3 separate regions of the Zea mays genome follow, and regions 1 and 3 are each linked to region 2. Evidence: chromatin contacts called from public Hi-C data. All regions are on one chromosome and are shown on one strand. The core of a region is the stretch at or near the end of the contact, and the rest is flanking DNA. Distances in the headings are between cores, read along the strand shown. Region 1 holds the start of LOC100281168 (NADP-dependent oxidoreductase P2). Region 2 holds the start of LOC100193737. Region 3 holds the start of LOC100383542.

Evidence for each region. Hi-C and Micro-C count contacts between places; a contact is called where the count stands out from the background.
Region 1: a contact with region 2 is called in a Hi-C map of leaf, with 3 times the contacts expected there. The contact joins the promoter of LOC100281168 here to the promoter of LOC100193737 in region 2. A contact is called at or near these places in 5 of 25 Hi-C or Micro-C datasets (bundle sheath, ear, leaf and 1 more).
Region 3: a Hi-C map of ear shows a contact between it and region 2, with 1.9 times the contacts expected there. The contact joins the promoter of LOC100383542 here to the promoter of LOC100193737 in region 2. A contact is called at or near these places in 4 of 25 Hi-C or Micro-C datasets (bundle sheath, ear, endosperm and 1 more).

What each region holds. Positions count from the first base shown.
Region 1 is chr9:94,133,291-94,135,990 of Zm-B73-REFERENCE-NAM-5.0, forward strand. LOC100281168 (NADP-dependent oxidoreductase P2) reads right to left here and starts at 1,252. Exons shown (of 4, transcript NM_001154087.1): 1 at 840-1,252; 2 at 344-700; 3 at 24-106. The coding sequence starts at 1,058.
Region 2 is chr9:94,270,009-94,272,720 of Zm-B73-REFERENCE-NAM-5.0, forward strand. LOC100193737 reads right to left here and starts at 1,440. Exons shown (of 4, transcript NM_001138825.2): 1 at 767-1,440. The coding sequence starts at 1,199.
Region 3 is chr9:94,031,866-94,034,565 of Zm-B73-REFERENCE-NAM-5.0, forward strand. LOC100383542 reads left to right here and starts at 1,305. Exons shown (of 7, transcript NM_001362089.1): 1 at 1,305-1,704; 2 at 2,494-2,700. The coding sequence starts at 1,440.

The DNA.
Region 1 (2,700 bases), core at 2-2,501, 140 kb before region 2:
GTGACCGGCGGCGCGGCACCGACCTCTTCAGCGCCGATTTCAGGTCAGGTTCCTCTTTGTAGTTGAAAGCATCGTCGAATCCCAGCTTGCCTTTGAGCAGATCAACCTGTGGATTCATTAACCAGCTGATTCAGTTTCGGCGCACCGGACCATTAAGACCTGAACAATTCTAGCGTATGAGTTGATAAGATTGAACGATGGCTCGCTCCTGCTTTTCGAAAACCTGGGCCACTGGGCCATTCCCATTTGCGAGACCATTTGGCTAACACGTGTACCTCAGGGCACCACAAAACCACTGTGGCGTGCTGGAGACCTGGAGTTGTTGGAGTGGAGGGCGGCATACCTTGGCTGCGGTCCCGGCGCACCCGACGACGTAGCAGCCGGCGAGCTTGGCGAACTGGCCGACGAGGCTGCCGACGGAGCCCGACGCCGCCGACACGAACACCTTCTCCCCCTTCACCGGCTTGCACACCTCGAAGAAGCCACCGTATGCGGTCATGCCGCTGGTGCCCAGCACATTGATGTGGTGGGACAGGGGGAAGCCCGCGGCGTCGTCGGCGACCTTGGACATGACCACGGCCGGGGACGGCTTGAACAGCGTGTAGTCTTCCCACCCGAGCACGCCGGCCACCTTGTCGCCCGCCTTGTACTCCTCACACGCCGACGCCACTACCTCGCCGGCCGCGTACGTAGTGATCCTCTTCACGGACGGAGACGGAGATAATAGAGTAGAAGCAGCCTTTTTTCACGTCAGGCATGCGCACGGTACACGCATGGAGTGATGGAGAACAAAGCGGGAGGGAGACTGGAGATTCGCCGCCTTTAAGCTGGTTGCTTACCTGGCCGGGCAGGATGCCTTCGACGGCGAGGTGCGTCACGCTGCTCCGCTTCATGCGGTTGAGCTGGTACGGGTCGATGGACAGGTACAGGTTCCTGACGAGCACCTCGCCGGAGTCCGGCGCCCACCTCGCCATCTCCTCCTTCACCTCAAAATCGGCCTCCGTCGGGGCGCCCTCGATGTGGTGCCGGGTGGCGACGTACCTGTTCACCACCTCCATTGATGGCAGCCAGGAAACAATGACACAAGACCAACCCGCCAAGGCTGCTGCCTGCCGGTGACGGTCTGTAAGACCGAAACCAAGAACAAGTGAACAATTGTGTCACGCGGATGCGGATGCTGGGAGGGACGACACTAGCGGATGCGTCCTAAAATACACGGACGTCACCCGTTGCCGTTGTATCCTACGAGCTTGAGCAGCTGAACAAGACGGTGCGAGGTTAGATACCGTGGGATGGCTTCCGGCGTAGATGCTGGCATGCTGCTCTCAGTTTTGTCACCACGTCTTTGGTATTGTATGTACTGACTAGCGACAGAGTCTCTATCGACCACCATGTCACACGTGTTGAGAACCAAAATGAGGACCGGACGATTCGGCCCCTTGGCCGGATGGCCCACACTGGTGGTGCGGACGGTTCGCGCGTGTGCAGAGCAGATTAGGGTTCCGAGTTTTGTGCTACGGTTGTTAGCTAAATTCGCGAAATTAGCTCGAAAGATTAGTTTGTAAAGGGTCCAGCCCCCCTCTATAAATACAGAGGTATACGACCGATTTGTAATAATCAATCGAATCAATAACATTTTTATCTCGCATTTATTTCCTGTACAATTAGAAGTAGTTCTAGTCTAGTTCTAGTTTAGCCTCTCAATCCCCAAATTCTCCGCTTCTTTTCGACTCTACGTCGATTAGATGAGTCTAGGTCGGTCTGCCCGAGCCTAGACATCACCTAGGATCTCTCCTCCCCGACGGGGTCCCTCCCGGGAGCGAGATCCAGGTGCCGTCGGCGACCTTTGTCGCCCCCCTGCGCACGCGTGGACCTTCCGGCCCCATGGCGCGGACCGTCCGGCCCCAGGGCGCGGACCGTCCGGCCGTCAGGCAGGAAACCCTAGCCCTGCGCCAGGTCGCAGACCGTCCGCACCTGTACAGAGAGCACCGCCACTGTTCATGTTGAGTGATTGGCGCCCGAAAAAGGCACCAACATACTTTTCCAGGCGCCGTCGGCGACCTTCGCCGCCCCCTGCGCACGCGCGGACCGTCCGACCGTCAGGCAAGAAACTCTAGCCCTACGCCAGGTCGCAGACCGTCCGGCCCCTGGCCGCGGACCGTCCGCCCCTGTGCAGAGAGCACCACCACGGTTCGTGTTGAGTGATTGGCGCCCGTAAAAGGCACCAACATACTTTTAGCGACTCCGCTGGGGACGATTTCATACAGACCTATCAAGATCGGCCCTCAAAGACCGGTTCAAAGGATAACTCTGAAGTTTCCACCAGTAATATCATCAAGCCGACATGGGAAACCTTGCCGACTGAAGAATAGCTCCTATTCGAGGAGCGTCAGGAGCAGCTGATCCAGGAAGCAAAGGCGAAATTCCTGGCCGACTTCAAGATGGACAGGAACAACAAAGTCGTTCGGCAACGGGCGACAGATCTAGCTTCACTCCGACCTACTACGAATACCCCCAATGTGAGTAGCACCAATGAACTACAATCTCTTAAAGCTTACATAGACGAACAACAAGAGCAGATGCAACGTATCGTAGGGGATATACAAAATGATCATAAAAGGCTAGTGTGTGTGCTTGATAAGTCTACTATTGTGAATCTTCCTTCGCACGAGGTTGAACTAAGGGAATACACACGTAATT
Region 2 (2,712 bases), core at 190-2,689:
CATACCAAACTCACGACTCACATCTCATAGAGATATACCCCCGTGTACCATATTTTTTCAAGTGTCGACCCACGACCCGTGACCACGTTCCTTGACCCAATCAACCTGGTAACATTGTGACTATGGTTTGTGCTTGGAGGGAATAATTTCCAAGTGAAGCTCTCTACACTTATCAAACATTTGCTGATCTACCACAAAGCAACACAATCTTTAGAAAAGGGAGAAAGCAACACTTCATTATAGTTGAGTTGAAGCATGGCTAACTTCTTCCTTGCAAGAATGCGCAACCATCCATGTCCATGTGCTTAAAAGTCATTCTCTACCTATGATGTGTATGGTTGGACCTAACTTTTATCCGTCGCTCAAATTCACAGCTGAACAGAAGCGAAACCACCCAAAATAGTACAGCTCCATCCCTTAGTGAAGCTACGCAGCCACTGCTACCCAATTGCACCTTCAGTTTTATAAAAGAAGTTGTAACGAAATTTAATTTCACCGTGATTATTGTTTACTTGTAATGCATAGAAAATGGATTTATTACGAATCGATAGGCTATTGCAATCTTTTTATATTAAAAATGAAAAAAATAGAGAAGCCGTATTTTTTGTGGCCCCGAACCAATCAAATTTCATCGATTCAATAGAGGCGCACGAAGCAGAACGGGCGCCATCCACCAATCGAAACAAACAGTGAAGCGAAAGCAAGAGCCGCATCCTTTCCACCGACCAAGACAAACAGGGAAGGGAAAGTAAAGCGGAACACTCACACCACGGGACAGCGGAGCGCTCGACGATGGCCTCGAGCGTCTGGAAGACGAGCTTGCTGTCGACGAGGAATCGGAGGTAGCCCTCGACGGAGGGCTCCCACTTGGCGACGGGGGGCGCCTGAGGCTCCTTCTCCCCCTCGCGGGCCTGGTCCTTGGTGTGCAGCTTCATCGCGACCTCCCGCATCTCCTCCACGAAGGGCTTGCTCCCATCCTCCCCGCTCGCCGTGGGCGCCATCTCCGTGGCCGCTGCCGCGGCGACCAACCTCCTCTGCGCCGTAACCGCTGCCGCGGACGCGACAGACACCACCCGGGTCACGGACCGCGCAGCGGCGGAAACAGACAGGCTCCTGTTCCACCTCCCGGAGGTGACTCTAGCGGGCGCGGGCAGGGAGAGGGCGTTGGGCGCGGAGAGCGATGCCGGTGCGGGCGCCATGGCTAGGCCGCGGTGCCTTATAGCGTGCGCTGGCGCTAGGGGTACCGTGCTGGGGAAGCGACGGCACCGATGACGGACGACAGCGACGCGGGGGCGGGGACTGTGGCGGTGGAGTGCGGTGTTGGTGTTGGTGTGGCGGCACAGCGGGGGGTGCCGGGTGCGTGTGGGAGCGCGTCAGCGCGAGCGAGGAGAATAGGAGGCGGGGATGGGAATGAGAACCGGGGGAATGGATTGGAACGGCCTCGCCGGCTGGAGAAGACGATGGCGGAATGTTGGTAGTAGTAGTAGACTAGTAGCAAAGCTTTACCGGTGTTGCTTTGGTATAAGTCACTGGCTGTGGGCCTCATGGCCATGGGGAGCCAATGGGTCTTCACGACTTCACGTGACCGCGACCTGGGCCACAGTCTCGGCCATATCCTCTTGTTTCTTTTTTTCGTTCTCTTTTTAGAAAGCCATATCCATATCCTCCTGTTTTTAGACATGTACAACCCACCCACATAAAGTATTTGTATCTTAAAAAGTATCAAGAGAATAAAACAAATAAAAAATTATAAGGTAAAACAAAATAAAACATAACTATAGTACGATTCTTTAAATCTAGATATGGTTTTACCTATCAACAGTTCAACACATAAATGAGATGTATCTTGAGGGTTTCTATTGAATAAGATACACGACTCAGATACATTAAGTTGTATGAAAAAAAAATTAGATGTATCTAGTGTTTAAAGAACCGCAACATAATATCTTGGTTGAAATGTCTTTAGGTTGTCTTTAATGAATCGTGTAAAATAGGGAACGTGACACCGAGTGTTTGAAACTGTTTGAAGAGTGAAGTTTAAAATAATATATGAGATAGGAAATGGGATAGAGAATCTGCTGAAGACGGTCTTAGCACACATTTGGACCCACGTTTTTTCAGTGGCGCCTCACAAAACCATACAATCCCACAAAATAGCTCGCGGTTAAGCTCGATTCTCGCTATCATTGTAGACTGTGAACCATCGTCGCGGCTAGAGATGGCAATGGGGTTCCGATCCTCGATTCTCTGCGAGGAATTCCTCTATCAGGGGACGGGGATGTGAGTAAGTTCCACGGAGATCGAAATGGGAAAAACTTTGTCCCCGTCGTTGGGTTCGCGTACGGATGGATCCGGATATTTATTCGGATGTCATTTTTTTAGTCTTCTTTCTTCGATTGTGAACAACTAACATATAGAATTTGCTATGTAAATTTATATTCTTGTTTTTAGCATTGAGACTATTAATCTTCACAAAAAATAAACATTAAATTCATTCTATATCTTTTTAAATAATTCATATAAAATTCGGATGTCTATCCGAATACGGATTCGGATGTTTTTTCACTTTTTTGTTGTAGCGAGAAAATAATGTACATAAAAATTTATACAAAAATTTATTTAAATACTTCATAATATTTTTAATAACATTGCCGAAAATTAACTTTAAATTTTATATATATCTATGCTAAAATATTAGATTTGTGATACAAT
Region 3 (2,700 bases), core at 55-2,554, 240 kb before region 2:
ATTATTCTAACGCCGAGCTCGACGCCAAGATCCATGATGTCGAGATAGACGCCAAAAATTAATTTGAACGACTTAGATGTAGCAATACATTAATAAATTAATTATATATAGCATCACTAATTTAGCATAGCTCCGATTTTAAGGTTTTTAATATGTGCGCGTATGAATCAATCTAAATATACAAAAATATATGTGCGCATATATATCGATCAATATAACGATAGAAGGACGTGGAAAATCGTTAATTATTTCTAGTCGTGAAACTTCTCTAATAGTAAAATTAATACACTAAATAAATAAAAATTATATAGCGCAATCGACATGCTATCAAATGTGTGTGGGATGGTAGGTATGTTGTGTTACATCATATTAAAATGGGACAATTGCCTTATATAGATACACATAAACCATGAATGAGTGTCATTTGTGCGTATTCTAGAAAAAAAACTTAAAAAATATATAAGTCTAAAGAATTCCTAATATATCATGGCAACAAATATTTGAGCTTCATGTCTTGCTATTTTTTAAACTGACACTGTAATAGCCTAAGTATCATGTTCAATTAAAAATCATGAAACAAGAGTCGTGCTAAATTAATGATGTTATATGTAATTAATTTATTCATGTAATGATTTATGTGAGTCGCTCAAATTTATTCTTTGTGTCTAGTTCAGCTTCAGGACCTTTGGCGCCGAGGTATACGCCACGTAAGCACAAGTGCCTCGGCGTCATAAGGCGTGGTTGTGGTGTCGAGCAATCCTTGACGTCCCACTTCGACGTCATAGTCACACACCGTTGTGGCACCGAGAAAAGGATCCAAATATGAGATTAGAGGAGACTAGACGTAAAATTTTTAAGAAAAATAGTTAAAATAAAAAAATCAGATAGTACATCCAAAAAATTCCGCCACAAAGATGTGAATGTCGTGTGTCCTGCTGAACAACTCTTAGACCTTATTTGGTTATTGTCATTCCATATAAATTGAAGTCGATTAAGTAGAATTAAAATATATTTTAATTTACTATAAATTTAAATCGACTCAATCCCATTTAATCTATATCAATATATATTAACAACGTGACAAACAAACCCCGAGTGGGCCAATACAAGCCCGCCGGACAATACACAGCTCGCGACGACGTTGCGCTCTGCCGCGTGGGCCCGCTCCCAGTCCTGATCACACACGCGGACTCGGCCTCGCGCCCGGCTCTGCACCTGCGCCGCCGCGCGTTTCTGTGGAAACCCTATATAAGGGCAATCGAGGCGGCAGGTTTATGAAAGGAAAAAAACAAATAAAAAGGAAACAATCTGAGGCAAAGGGAATTCCGAAAGGCAAGTCGAGGAGACTAGAGGGAGCCGACGAGAGGGATCGCCGGATCGGCGCGCCCGCAACCGTCGAGACACCGAAAACCCTAACCTATTTTGCCGCTCATATCGCAATGGCGAGCCCCTCGACGACGCCCTCGGCTCCGATCGCGGCGGAGGTAGTCCCCGTGGCTGAGGGGACTCCGGCGGCGGTACTGCCGCCGCTCGGCTCGATGGCGTCCCTGTACGTGGGTGACCTGGCTGAGACCGTAGACGAGCCGCAGCTCCACGCGCTCTTCAGCCAGGTCGCGCCCGTCGCGACGGTGCGCGTCTGCCGGGACATCCTAAGCGGCGTCTCGCTTGGATATGGTTACGTAAATTTTTACTCGCGCCAGGAAGGTGAGTTTCTCCATGCATGTGCTCGCCTCTAGTCAGTTACTATAATGTATATGATCTTAATCTTCCTCAGGTTAGTCTCGATCGAGTTCCACGTTATGGCATATATCATAATATATACAATGCGTTTTCTCAATAATTCGTTTCCTTTTCTGTTTTTTTCCTGGATTTATGTTGTCAGATTGGAGAGGTTGACGTGATAAATCTTGTGGTTTCTATGTTTGATCTATCATCCAGTCGGTAACAATTGATTATTACCGAAGATCATTTATATTTGTCACATAGGGTGAACTCACTCTATCTATTTGTTACATAGGGTGAAGTCATCCCTTGCCACATAGTCACATAGAGTGAAGTCATCCTTTCTGTTTGTCACCTAGGGTGAACCTTCATCCAGGCGGTTTGTCATCTAGGTTAACCTTCATCCAGTCGGTTACTCGGTTTATCACCCAATCAGTACTAATCGATTATTATCAAACGATCTTCCGTAACCGAAGATCGTTCATTAGTAATTGATTATCACCGACTAGATGAAGCTTCACCCTAGATGACAATTAGAATATATATATATATATATTGCTTATTAGAACTTGGTGTTGTTGGCAGCAGTTTATGCTAGAGCGAGTTATAGACTATCTCTTCTTGGTGGAGAAAATGTTAAAATTTAATTATCAATTTATGTGATTTATTTATTTATATTTATTCAGTTCTGATTAAAAGCATATATAGAATTATATTGACCAATATATCTTAAACTAAGTTTATTGTAACTTGGATTATCGTCACTTGCAGCTACTCGTGCGCTAGAAGCTTTGAATTTTACCCCATTGATCGGAAAGTACATCCGGGTTATGTTCTCTAACCGGGATCCAAGTCTGCGTAAGAGTGGACGTGCTAACTTGTTTGTAAAGAACCTTGAGCCTAACATTGATAGCAAGAACCTGTATGAGATCTTCTCCTCCTTTGGCGCAATACTGTCATGCAAGGTGGCCACTGATT